2 separate regions of the Sus scrofa genome follow, and region 1 is linked to region 2. Evidence: chromatin contacts called from public Hi-C data. All regions are on one chromosome and are shown on one strand. The core of a region is the stretch at or near the end of the contact, and the rest is flanking DNA. Distances in the headings are between cores, read along the strand shown.

Region 1 (6,562 bases), core at 1,808-4,307, 1.5 Mb before region 2:
CAAAAAGCATTGAATCAATAACATTGGATTTGCCACTGCCATTTGGACCAATAATACAGGAAAAGCGCTGCATAAAAAGAACAGAAAAAAAAGTTAAAGGTCACCCTAATACTACTGATTTTAATTTGAATTTTTTTTTTCAATTTGCAGCAAAACTACAAACGTTTAAAAGTTTTCACTGCTAAAAGATAGCAGTTTTCATACATCATGTTCTCCTCTATTACAAGCTTCAACACCTTAAAACAAGACATCCTAATTCTAACTCAGATTTTTTAAAATTCACTTTTATAAAGAGAAACTACTGCTTTGGAACAAACCCCCCTCTGATTCTATACAGTGAGGAGAATTTTATAAACAGGTACCAAAGGTAACCAGATAAGCAAAGGCTAATTTCAGTTCTTAAAGCACAGGAAAACAAAAGGTCTGTATCAATCAGGATAAATATAACAGTTATGAAATTGAAACATTTTGTAATAAAAGACCCATTACCTCACAAAAGTTATTTTAAAAGGTCAAATACCTTATGAAAAGGTCCTAGAATTTTTTCCCCAGCATAGGATTTGAAGTTCTGGTTTACAATATGAGTTATCATAAGCCGAGGAGCTCCAGCTTCATTGGTCATTGCTGGAGGCGGCGGCGGAGGGATGCTACTCAAAATCTCTTCTAAACTTCTATTATCAATTTCCTCACTTGGAGTCTCTAAGTAAGTTAAAAGAAAGGGAAGGCAAAGGAAAAAAAGCCTCCATTAGTGTAATTAGTTCGGAGGACTACTGCCTGCTATCTCTGGAGAGATATTATTTATGAAACCTAGGAATCTCTATTTTCACTCAATATAGCATTATCCTAAACTCACAGGGAATGAGAATCTTTCGGGTAAAAAAAAATCTTAAAAGAAATGCCACCAGTCACAAAATTCTATAGAAATATAACTCTTAGGAGTCAAAACACTATATCATAAAGCAAATCTGGAGAAACCACAACCACTTACTTGATAGCCTGCTCCTTGCCTAAACAAGTAGTAAAATCCTATGGCTCTAGAGCCAACTCTCTACATCTCTGAGCACCTGGAGCCTTAACTTTGGACACGCAAGAGCTCAAGCGACATTGTCACAAGGGTTTCATAATGTCACCCAATTCCTGGACTCACAAAAACTACAGTAGTTTCGAGCAAATTATCATCTTCTCTTTAAACACAATTTAAGACCACGGAGGTGAAGTTAGGGTCAAGCAACTTTTCATCATAGTAACATACAGTCACGCCGCCTCCGTCTGAAAGAAAGTCCACTGACTACTGGCTAATAGTGTCGATTTCCGCGGAAACAGAAGACAATAAACAGAAATTAAGAATTGAAGCTGTTTACTCGCCTCCATCCCCCTCCAGGACCGTTACACCGAAACTGCATAGTCTAATCTGTGAAACTCGCCAGACCGCTTTCTTCAGTGGGTCTACGGAACCGACACGAGATGTTCGCACCGCAACCCCGAAGCCCCTCTTGCCCGCGCCCCAAGACACCAGACAGTCCTGGGTTGGGCGCGGACACACCCGGATCCCCCATGCGCTTTCCCGCGGTTGCTACTCACCTGCGGTGGCAGGCGCCCGGCTCTCCGAGCAGCCGGGCGGCGACTCCGGCTGCGCATCGCTGCTGGTGCGGTCCGGGGACTGCGGCGGCCCTTCCTCTCTGCGCCGGGCAGTGGAGGGCTGGGTGCCCTTACGGGGCATGGTCGCTGGGGCCGAGAAAGAGCCGGCGGCAAGTCAGCCCGCGAGCCGCAGGACCTTGAGGGTCCATTCTCCGCTGGCCCGGCGGTGGGATGGGCCCAGCCTCCACCCCACCCAACCCGGGGAAAATTCCGTCCATCTATTTCCGAAAGCCCCGTTTAAAAACCCTGCTCAACGCCAGCGGGTCCTCGAGAAAGAAGGCACAAAACCCCTCGAGGTGCCAAGAAGGCGGGATCCGTTTTCCTAAGTCCAAAGCAAGTGGGAAAACTTAGACGTGCTTGGGGAATCAAGCTTAGTTCTTTTTATTTTCTAAAGTTCCCTTCCCATCCCCCCGACGAAGGTAAGGGTATAAGAATATTCTAACGTAATTTCTAAACGAAGTAAACTGGCGTTTACCGACATGCCCACGCTCCCGGGGCTAGGAATACAAGCGCACACACTTTGAGAGCGAAGAGTTCGTATTAACTTTAGGCTTGAGGGGCTCTCAACTTCCGAGAGCAGCGAAGAACCGGCTGCTCGCCGCCCACTATCCTCTCCTCGCCATTTAGCTCTAGGAGCCCTTGACCGCCCGCGGGCTTTGAGGTGTCCTCACGACTGCCCGATAGGGACCAGTGGATGGGGTCGACCCCCGCGATTTTCAAATCGGAGGCCGGCAGTGCCGGCTCCGGTTCAAATCACCTTGGGGCAGCAGGGGTTTGTACCTCCGGTGTCCGCGGCAGACTCCCGCTAGGCAATAAACCAGGAAAGGTCACCAGTAAGGGCTCAGATCGGGTAATCAGTCCCTTGGGAGAAGAGAGAGAGAGGCAGGGGGCCGGGGCAAGGGGAAACCCTACAGTCCGATCGGGACCAAGTTTTCTGAGAAGAAGTCCACGAAGCTTAAGCCCCGATCCCTCGCGTCCCCTGAGCGACGCCCAAGTAGCTCAAAGAAGTGGCGCCCAGAAGAAGCGCGCGGGAGCCCCGAATGCTGAGGAGAGGCTGAGGGGGGAGGGGTGACAGCGAGAGAAACCTCCCGGCGGCAGCCTCAGCCTAGACTTCGGCCGCTCCAGCTCAAGGCCTTTTCTTCCCAGGTGCCGGCAGACGGGGCAGGAAGTAAGAGTGTGACAACTCTACCAGGAAAAGAGGTACTTTACCTGCGGGACAGTCCACTCAGACCAAGGCTGGAAACGGTTGTATAACCCCCCCGCGTCTACTGGTGTTTCGGCTCCGGGTCCTTCACTCGAAAATGGCGCCTAAAATACAAACTCGAACGGAAATTCGTTACAAATGCGCGCAATGCTTTCTGGGACCCACTAATTTGAAAAAACTGCGGCGATTATGGTCGCCATCTTCATGTCGTTTACACGCATGCGCGAAATGCTGGCGGGACCCTGGCGGCAGAGGACATTTCTAAGTGAAAAAGAAAAGCGAAGCAATGTTTTCCTTGGGCCTATGGACAACAACATTCATATAAAATATATTTTTAAAAAGTTTTGGGAGTTTTGAATAAGAGGAAGAAAACAGAATGGGACCCCGCCCACAGCTAAACAACGGGCACAGAAGCCCAATAACGCTCCTTAACAAGAGGGCGGGCTCGCTAGGGGCGGGGTCTCGGGCCCGCTCGGGTGACGCGGCGGGAAGTATCGCGGGAAGAGGGAGTTCGCTCTGCTCTCAGAAGTCGCTATGGTGACGAAGAGATCCGAGGCTTCTTGGTAACTGGTAGCACCCCTGTGAGAGCGATCGCCACTGCTTTCCTGGAACTTACTTAAGGTAAATCTCTATCTCTGGACGAAGTGAGGAAAGAGTTTAGAGGTTGTGGCCATTACTGGACCCACTTTTCCTGCTTTTAGGGTGTTTGCAGCTTGGAGCATCAGTTATTTTCCATCTCCCTGGAGCACTGGGGCTCTGGACGTAGCTCTTGGGATGCAGAGGAAGCCCTAAGTCTTTGGAGAGAGTAGGGGGACAACAAGGAGAAGACCTCGATTGGTGAATGATCTTGTAGTAAATAGCAAAATAAGGATTTCGAGTTATTAGTATTAGGTCGTTAGCGTCACTAGCGAAAGAGGGTTTCTGGCTTTTAAAATTATTTGGCTGAAAGACTCCGTAATAGAAGAAACGATTTGCTCGTATCATATGTTTATGAAAAAATTATCGATCAGCAAATATTAAGTAGCTTTGTACACGTTGCACTGTGTCAGGCATAAGAAAGATTATCAAGGTAGTATTTCTGTTCCCAGAGAATTTAGTTTTGTTAGTGAGTTTTTAACCTGGAGTTTATGGATCTGGTGGTAGGCGATTGTTCATACCACCTCTCCTCCACTCTCCATCTCCAACCCCTTGCCCCTTTAGCTGTGTACAGAATTATGTCTGCTTGTGAATTTTTCTGAGGAGTTTCCCAGAACTTTTATCAAATTCTCAAACACGATCCTAATCCCCCAAATGTTAACCACTGGTTGATTTGACTACCTCCAATAAGCATTTGTTCAGCAGCTCTAAAGTACTTGACATGGAGAACTGGGAACTCTTTTATTCCCCCTTTTAGCTTTTTAATACTTGGTGCCTGACATACTAAACCCCCAATAAATCCTCTTTATGCATGAATTTAAATTGTCATTCTAAGTAAGTATGTATGACCCTTGCCCTGAGGAGCATATTCAGGTTCAGTGATTCCCAAGAAGACATGTAGAGGCCACTGCCCACAAGTGTAAGAATTTGTTGAAGAGGGGAGACTGGTGTGGTTTGAGTAAGTATTGACTCCTTATTGTAATATACCTTTATATTTGAAGTTGAAAAAAATTGTTTTCGAAGGACAAACTACAGACAGTAAACTCAATGAAAAAAAATTTTGACCCGTAGGTGTGCGAGGAAAATGTAGTAATTCTCTTTGAAAGCATCTGGAATCTTTTGGATTTTTGAAGTCTGTAAAACATAACTAACCCTGAGTTGGAGAGATATTAACCAAGAGAAATGCAAAGACTAGACCAAATTGGGTAGTGTATTTGGGAGACAGCACAGTGGAGTAGAAAGATGTAAGAGATAACAGAATCCCAAATCTCATGTTTTTTTGTCTACATACTTAGACAATTTATCAATTTATCAGTCCCTCTGAGAGTATTTATTATAAAATCAGCATATAATACCTACCTCATAGAATTGTTTATGATTGTCTATCCCACACACTATATTCATTTGATATTGCTGTGTTTTACCATTGATTTTATCAGGGTATGTGCTAAGGATGAATAATGGGTATGTCAAGTTAGAAGAAGGTTAGCTTACGAAGGGTCTTCAAGCCAGATCAAGGATGTTACATATGATACATTTTTAGAATATTAGAAAAAATTTGAGCTTAGGAATGACTTAATAAAAAAAATTAACTATTTATGTGAAATGTGTTAAGAAACTGAGATCAGGCATGGCTGAGATTATTACCGTACATGGAATTGTACTTACTTCCGTGTGGGAAGTTAAAAGTGCCTATGCAGTGGAATGGAAAAAAATCTGAATATATTTGCAGGGGAAAATCTGTAGCTTTTGTAGCTTTTAATGGTTAAGAGTCTGAGCCAGACTAAAAGTCAGTCAGATTCTATCTATTCTTTATGAATCCCTGGATTAGTGATGAGGGGATAAGAAGAAAGATGTCACAAATAAATCCTAGTCTTGCTGCCTTTGTTATTGCTATAAGTAATGATAGGTCTTAGTGACTAATGAGTAAGAAATGTAATTTCAATAAACCAATAAAGTGACCAATAGCTTTAGATTTAGTTGAATCTAACCGTGCTCCACTCAGAATGAATATTTTTAAACAAGTTTAGACTAGTGTCTGTAATGTAGGAAAGACATTCATAGCAAAGTTATAGTGGAGCTTAAATATGGAGTGACAGTAGGACACTCAGAATAAGTGAAGAAGTGATTTGAGAAGAGAATAGAGTCAATAAGAAATAAAGACTTGATTGATCTCTGCCAGTACTTTGGATAAAAAGAAGCTGGTCCAATTGGGAGGGACTAGGTTACAGTCTTGGAAGGTATAACCAAGTCTCATCTTTCTGGTCCCAAATCATCTGCTAAAAACCATTATCTATAATTTAAGGCAAAGAAGAGAATCCTTACTTTTTTGTGTTCAAAAAATTGTACCCTATAGGGAGAAATAAGAATGAGTTTAAAGGGAAAAATTGGAATATAATTAAAATTAACTTTTGCAGGGTTTTTTTTTGTTTTTTTTTTTTTTTTTTTTTTTGTTTTTTGTCTTTTGTCTTTTTAGGGCTGCACCGCAGCTTATGGAGGTTCCCAGGCTAGGGGTCTAATCAGAGCTACAGCTGCTGGCTACGCAACAGCCGTAGCAACCCAGGATTCAAGCCACATCTGCGATCTATACCACAGCTCACGGCAACGCCGGATCCTTAACCCACTGAGCGAGGTCAGGGATCAAACCTGCAACCTCATGTTCCTAGTCAGATTCGTTTTTGCTGCGCCACGATGGGAACTCCAACATTTGCAATTTTTGAAATGCATAGTTAAATTTTATCATCATTATAGCAACATGAGCTTTTTTGTCTGCCTTCTAATGTGGTTGCAGCATTTCACAAAGTCTGAAATTAGATTTGTGGGTAAATGTTTAAAAATATTAACCAAGTTTATAATTAATTATAAATATTTGGATTAATTAGATATTAAAAATAAGTCAAAATGAATAACAAAGATGAATTTATGTAAGTAGTGTATAAGTACTTAGAGAATATTGTTCAAGATGAATAAATTGGATATAGACACAGCCTCTTGATATTATAAGCTCCCTAGTACATGAGTCTTGTTGAAACTCTCACCTACCTAACATAGAAAAAAGTGGGAAGTGAGGAAATGAAGCAGTTT
Region 2 (6,205 bases), core at 3,612-6,111:
GTCACAATGAATATGCTTTGGCTTTTCTTACCTGTCCAATGCAAACAAAGCAACTAAAAATAATGGTGCCCCACCTGATACAGAAAAAGAAAGAGAGAATGAATTAAAAGTGTATCACCAAGTCCTTCAGTAATAATTCACTTTGGGTTTTTCTGACCCTCTCTACATTCCCTCCACAGAAGTAAAAATGAGGTGCTGGTCAGCCTCTGAAGTCAGCAGATTTCCTAGGCTGAATGCTAATCACAGAATTCTTGACTTCTAAGGAGATTCCAGAGGCTTTATTGATGACATGTGTTTGTTTAAGCCATTATTATCTCTTAAACTAAACTTACTGAATAATCTTCAAGAAGTTCGCAGGGTTCCCATTTAAAAATGGGTGTCTGTTATAAAATTTTTATTGGGTTTAGGATGGATTCCAAGAAATTCTAGATTAAGTAATTTTAAGTGGCTATAATTCTTAATAACTAAAAACTATTTTTAAAAGGAAAAACAGCAGCCACGCTAATATACTACCAATTTGCTTACTCTAACATTTTGCCCTCTGAATAGATCATTATTTTTTCCCCAGAGCAACAAAATGCCGGTATTAGGTGAGTCCTCAGGTATCATATGAGTAAACCATCTTTTTAAAACTCAAATCCCTCCAATGTGTGAAATGGTCATACTATAGTCTAATGATTGTTTTATAGCACTGGAAAACTTACTGTGGTTCCAAGGCAACTTATGGCCCCTCCTGTCACACTGATCAAACAAGGTCTTCATTATACTAAGTGGAATCTGTTTCCCTAAAGTTCAAAGTAATTCTATGCCTTTAAACCAAGCAAATTAAATTTAACTCATACTTTATACAGTCTTCAAAGTTTAAAAGTTAGTCCCCAAGTTTAAATACTTAATTATAGTTTCTTTCTTTTCCACTAGATATGGTTAGAAAACCCATCATCATCTTATCCTCCACCTTCCAAAGTATTCCCACTCTACATCTCTCCTAAAGTCTCTACTCATGACACATACCCACAATTGATCATTAGGATGAAAGTGACAAATGTTTGTTTATAATATTATGCCTTCCTCAGCATCTAATAGGAGTGGTCACAAGAAGTTTGATGCCTAAAGAAACGCAAAAGGGAAAATCTTCCTGGGACAGGGTGAGGCAAATACTGCATATGTGCCAAATACTGTGCATCCATCTCGCTCAATCCTTATAACCACCTTCCAAGGCAGGAATTATTATCCATATTTTATCAATGGGGAAACTGAAGCTCAGGAAGCTAGGAACAGCTCAGAAGAGATAAGAAGTTGAGCAAGTGGCAGCAATGAGATTCAGACCCTGGTTTGCTGATTCCAAGTGAGGGCATTCCAAGTTTAGACAACTGAGTTACGATATCCCATGAGCAGCATTTACCTTAACTGAAATACCAACCAAGGTTCAAAAACCAATTCCAAAAATATAAAAATCACACACACACACACAAAGCTAATGCAGATTATCACATTCAATACACAAGTTTATTCAGTTCTTTCTAGAAATACTTAATCTAGTTCTGTTTTCTTAACAATCACATTTTACCCATAAGTGAAATTTTTTTCCAAGCTTACCGTATTCCAAACACTCGGTCTGTCAAAAAGCCACCAAAGAAACACAAAATTACATTGGGCCAAGAATACCAGGCATACAGCAGCATGAATTTTGTGGTATTCACCTGCATATCCTACATGGAAAGAAAACAAAACCGTTTTTTTCCCAAACAGTTAAGTTTAACAACTAACAACTCAAAACATTCTTTCTGATAAGGCAGATGTTTTTGTTTTTTCTCCTTTTTTTCCTCATTTTTCTTTTTTTCTTTCTTTCTTTCTTTTTTTTTTTTTTTTTTTTTTTTTTTTTTTTTTGACTGTACCCCCACCCCTAGCATATGGAAGTTCCCTGGCTAGAGACTGAATCCGAGCCACAGCTGTGACACCGGATCCTTTAACCCACTGCAAGAGTCCAGGGATTCAAGCCACGCCTCCACAGCAACTGGAGCCACTGCAGTTGGATTCTTAATCCACTGCTCCACAGCGGGAACTCTAAGAGGCATTTCTTAATCATTTGTAGTCACTAACTGCTTTGAGACTCCCATGACAGTTGTAGCATGTGCCCCAGAAAAATGATGACACGTGGGAACTTCTTGAGTCCACCGCTACTTCAGAGGCTTCATGGAGTTTAGAATCAATCAGCTCTCCCACTACAATCTGCATCTGCCTGTATCTTCTACATTCTTATTCCCAAATAGAAAGGGATTATCTCAGCCTAACTATCCCTTGCCTTCCTCCACTAATTCCTACCTTCTTTCCCTTTCATTCCAGAATGTGAAGAGTCAATCTATACATTTCTCCCTGTTCAAAGGGTTAAAAAAAAAAAACTTTCAAAGGAAAAAAAAAACTACCAAAATACATAAAAAACTGTAAATATCAAATATATTTTTACAAAACCAGACTAAAAATACTGGCATGGACAATCCTCTGGGATCAGTATCCACATTTTAAAAATAAAATAACCACAAAAGACACACTTACAAAAGCAAAAATCCATCCTACCAAATCATGTGTCATTCAGATGTTTACACAATGGGACACAGAAATGCAAACAAAAATCTAATAATACTTCTTGGCACCACTGCAAGAAACTGCAATTATTTATTTAAACTGTGAAACAATATCAAGCTGCAAGTGTTATAAATGAATTCTTTGTGGCCACTCATTTCAAGAATACTGCTTGCCATACACAGGTTTGATGAAAATGGATTCACTGGACAATACTTCAGACTGGGAAATCTTAGAACTGATGATGCCTCAACAGAACATCTGCTCCAGAGCCAACAAAAAAAGCAGTGGTGAAAAACCAACTTACCCGTTTAACCTGAGTCTGAAGGGCAGCAGGATTATCATAGCAAAAATAGCTGCCTAGAAAAAGGAAAAGCAAATATTTTTAAGTAACAATACTTCCCATATAAAAGTGTCAAGTTGCAATTGCTACTCAAATTGTGATTTTAAACGTTTATACTAGGGGCTCGACACTGGAAACATTTCTGGACCACGTCCTTGTCCACCAATAATTTCTAAGTTGCAGGCAAATATGCAAAGAAAACACACCAAGTTATTTACAAAATATTAGTGTGACTACATAGCAAGTACTGGGAACCTGCATTAAGAAGTTAATCTACAACTATTTGTTCTTCTACTTTACTTTTATCATGCTTCATGTCTACTGTTTTATTCACATCCTTGTAAAAGCCGTATTTTCCTTAAAGCTACCAACGCACACACTAAAAATTTTAAAAACATCCTCAGAAGTTTCCTAGTATGTTACCTAAAGCTACTATTTATCTTGAGAGCAGGGGAAAGAAGTTTACTCTGACTAAACCTGTTTTTGAAACAAGAATTTTAAATCTACAAACAAAATGCTTTAGACAAATAATTTAGCAAATACAGTGCCAGTAATGAAGAAAAACAAAAGCATTCCAAAAGATTAAATTAAAACATAATGTCTTTGAGAGGATAAGAAAGAGAGAGGTGGAGAGATTTGGACATTCGTGCACTCAGAATTATTTTTACAGAAATAAAATTGACTTTTTTTTTTTTTTTTTTTGCTTTTTAGGATCACACCTGCAGCGTATGGTGATTCCCAGGATAGGGGTTGAATCAGAGCTGCAGCTCTTTCTTTCCACAAAGAAAGAGGGGGAACAAAAAGAGATGCAAAGGAACTAAGGCTCAAAGCAACCTCCATGCCAACATACATATCCTCAGCAGTAGCATAAAGTTACCCAATATAATGTTTCTGAACTTGTTGATGATACCCATTCCCGCAAGCCCCTTGAGAAACACATTATTACCTTCCTATCAAACTTATATTGACATTAGAATGTTGCTGAAAAAAATTAGTAGCTGGAACACAGGCAGATAATTTTTAAAATTAGCTCAAGAAATTTCCTTCAGAGTCACCAGATTTCGTAAATGAAACCAAACACCGTCAAGCCTACCACAAGTCCAATCCAGTATGATTGCTTCACATTGGCATAGCGGAAGAGAACGAGAACACATCCACTCATTGAAGCTATCAACAAGACACACTCATACGTTTTCCCAAAGAGGATGAGAAACACGTAAGACTGCCAACGAGTTGGTCAATCAAAAATTTTAAATTGGGCAGAGGGGCGTTGGGGAAGGGCAACGGGGAAAGGGACAGTTAAATCTTTCTGAATTCCTTCTGAATGGAACTGTCATTAGAGCAACCTTGATGATCCCGGGATTCCTTCATATCTAGGGTCCCAGGCGGCAAGTTGCTAGCCTTCGAGACTTCTTGGAGAGGAAAGGAGTGGCACAAAACTCGCGCAGCTCAGTGCCCTTACTCCTATCTTCGAAATGCCGAATAGCTAGCAACGTCTACAAGGCTTTGATGGGGTGGAGAAGGGAAAAGAAGGAAAGCCCAGAAACAGAAACTAGAAGCTGCGCTGAGGCCTCGTGGCAGCCAAGAACGACTCTCCGAAAGAAAGTCGGTAATTTCCTGATTAGCAGCAACACCCCACCAGGCCGGCCGGCTCACCGAAGCCAAGGAAGCACATCAGCAACAGCACCAAAAGCCGGTGCGCCAGGTGACTGGGGTCGCAGAGGGCGGACAGCGCCCTGGGAGCGTCGGGAGTGTTGGAGGCACCTCTGCCGGCCTTGACGGGGCTGCTTGGCAGCAGCGCCCTCGCTTCTTCATCTTCCTCCTCCATCCGGCCGGCGGGAGATCAGGAGAAGACAGTGACAGCAACTCCGGGAAGAAGCTGCTGCTGGAGCCCAGCAAAAACCGTGCTCACGTGACCACGGTTGCTCACGTGATGCCGGGGCAGGTCACGCAAGGCCGCGCTCACGTGAGCAGGCAAGATCACGTGGTGGGCAGGCCTAGCGAGGAGAGAGGGGAGGAGCTACGTTTAATTTCTCCCGGTACTGTCTTAGGCGCCAGCCGCAGCTTTCCGCTGCCCAAAATGGAACTGTGCTCGTTTCCTGCCTGCTCCTGCTGTCCATCCCCTGCCGCTGCGCGGGTAGAGAGTGCCGGCCTCCGCTCAGCCTGACGCGAAGAAGCGCACCGCCCTTCTCCTCGCAGCGTTGCTTTCCGCAGCCTTTTTGGCTGCTCTTAATTCCACACAGTTCATTGAGAGTCTTATGTTGTGTCCACTCACATGCCAGGTACTGGGAATACAAACTGGAATGTGACAAGCTCTCAGACCTCAGAAAGTTCGTGGTTTACTTGGGGAGGTCGACAGAAACTGATCCTTTAAAGAATAGTATGGTGAATAGACGAGTCTAAGTGAGAACAGCGGTTGAAATAAGTAGTGAATTTCGTAGGAATGCCTGGGAAAGGCGTTTGGGAAGAGAGTAAGTACAGTTTAACAAACTTTGGGGGAAAGTGGTGGCGTGCTGAAGGTCCTTTAAATTCATACCTAAGCTAGAATTAGTACGAATGGGTCAGTCATGACGCCTATATGAGGGAGTTGGTTATGAGGGTGGGGATTAGGAGGGATAATAATGATGCAAGCCTGAAACAGAACCGTGTGTGTGTGTGTGAGGGGAGGTGGGGGAGAGGAGAGAGACCATTGATCTGCGAATGAAAGAAGAACTCAGTAGGAAAAACTAAACCTGTTCCGTAAGGAGACATGCAAGGATTTTGTGTAGAGGATCAAGAATGCAAGACCTGTGTTTTTATTTAGGGCTGCACCTATAACATATGGAAGTTCCCGGGCCAGGATTGAATCCGAGCCACAGCTGTAGTAGAGTGGAATCCTTAACCCACTGCACCAAGCGAAGGATCAAACCAGCGCCTCCACAGTGACTCAAGCGGCTGCAGTCGAATTTTTAACCCATTGTACCACAGTTTGGGAACTCCAAAACCTATGTTTTTACAAATTACATCTGGCTATCATTCAGCCATTAAAAAGAATGAAATACAGCATTTTTAGCGACATGGATGGACCTAGAAACTATCATGCTAAGTGAAGTCAGCCATACAATGAGATACCAACATCAAATGCTTTCACTGACATGTGGAATCTGAAAAAAGGACAGACTGAATTTCTTTGCAGAACAGATGCTGACTCACAGACATTGAAAGACTTATGGTCTCCGGAGGAGACAGTTTGAGGGGTGGGGAGATGTGCTTGGGCTGTGGGGTGGAAATCCTGTGAAATCA

The links. Hi-C and Micro-C count contacts between places; a contact is called where the count stands out from the background.
Region 1: a contact with region 2 is called in a Hi-C map of heart right ventricle, with 5 times the contacts expected there. The contact joins the promoter of SMC4 here to the promoter of MFSD1 in region 2. A contact is called at or near these places in 1 of 47 Hi-C or Micro-C datasets (heart right ventricle) and 1 of 2 datasets of contacts at active chromatin or transcription factors (alveolar macrophages).

The regions. Positions count from the first base shown.
Region 1 is chr13:100,074,644-100,081,205 of Sscrofa11.1, reverse strand. It overlaps SMC4 (structural maintenance of chromosomes protein 4), which reads right to left and starts at 3,057. Exons shown (of 24, transcript XM_005669952.3): 1 at 2,848-3,057; 2 at 1,582-1,725; 3 at 521-699; 4 at 1-67. The coding sequence starts at 1,720. It overlaps IFT80 (intraflagellar transport protein 80 homolog), which reads left to right and starts at 3,058. Exons shown (of 20, transcript XM_021069731.1): 1 at 3,058-3,463.
Region 2 is chr13:98,591,001-98,597,205 of Sscrofa11.1, reverse strand. MFSD1 (major facilitator superfamily domain-containing protein 1) reads right to left here and starts at 4,861. Exons shown (of 16, transcript XM_003358650.5): 1 at 4,580-4,861; 2 at 2,888-2,940; 3 at 1,597-1,709; 4 at 32-74. The coding sequence starts at 4,751.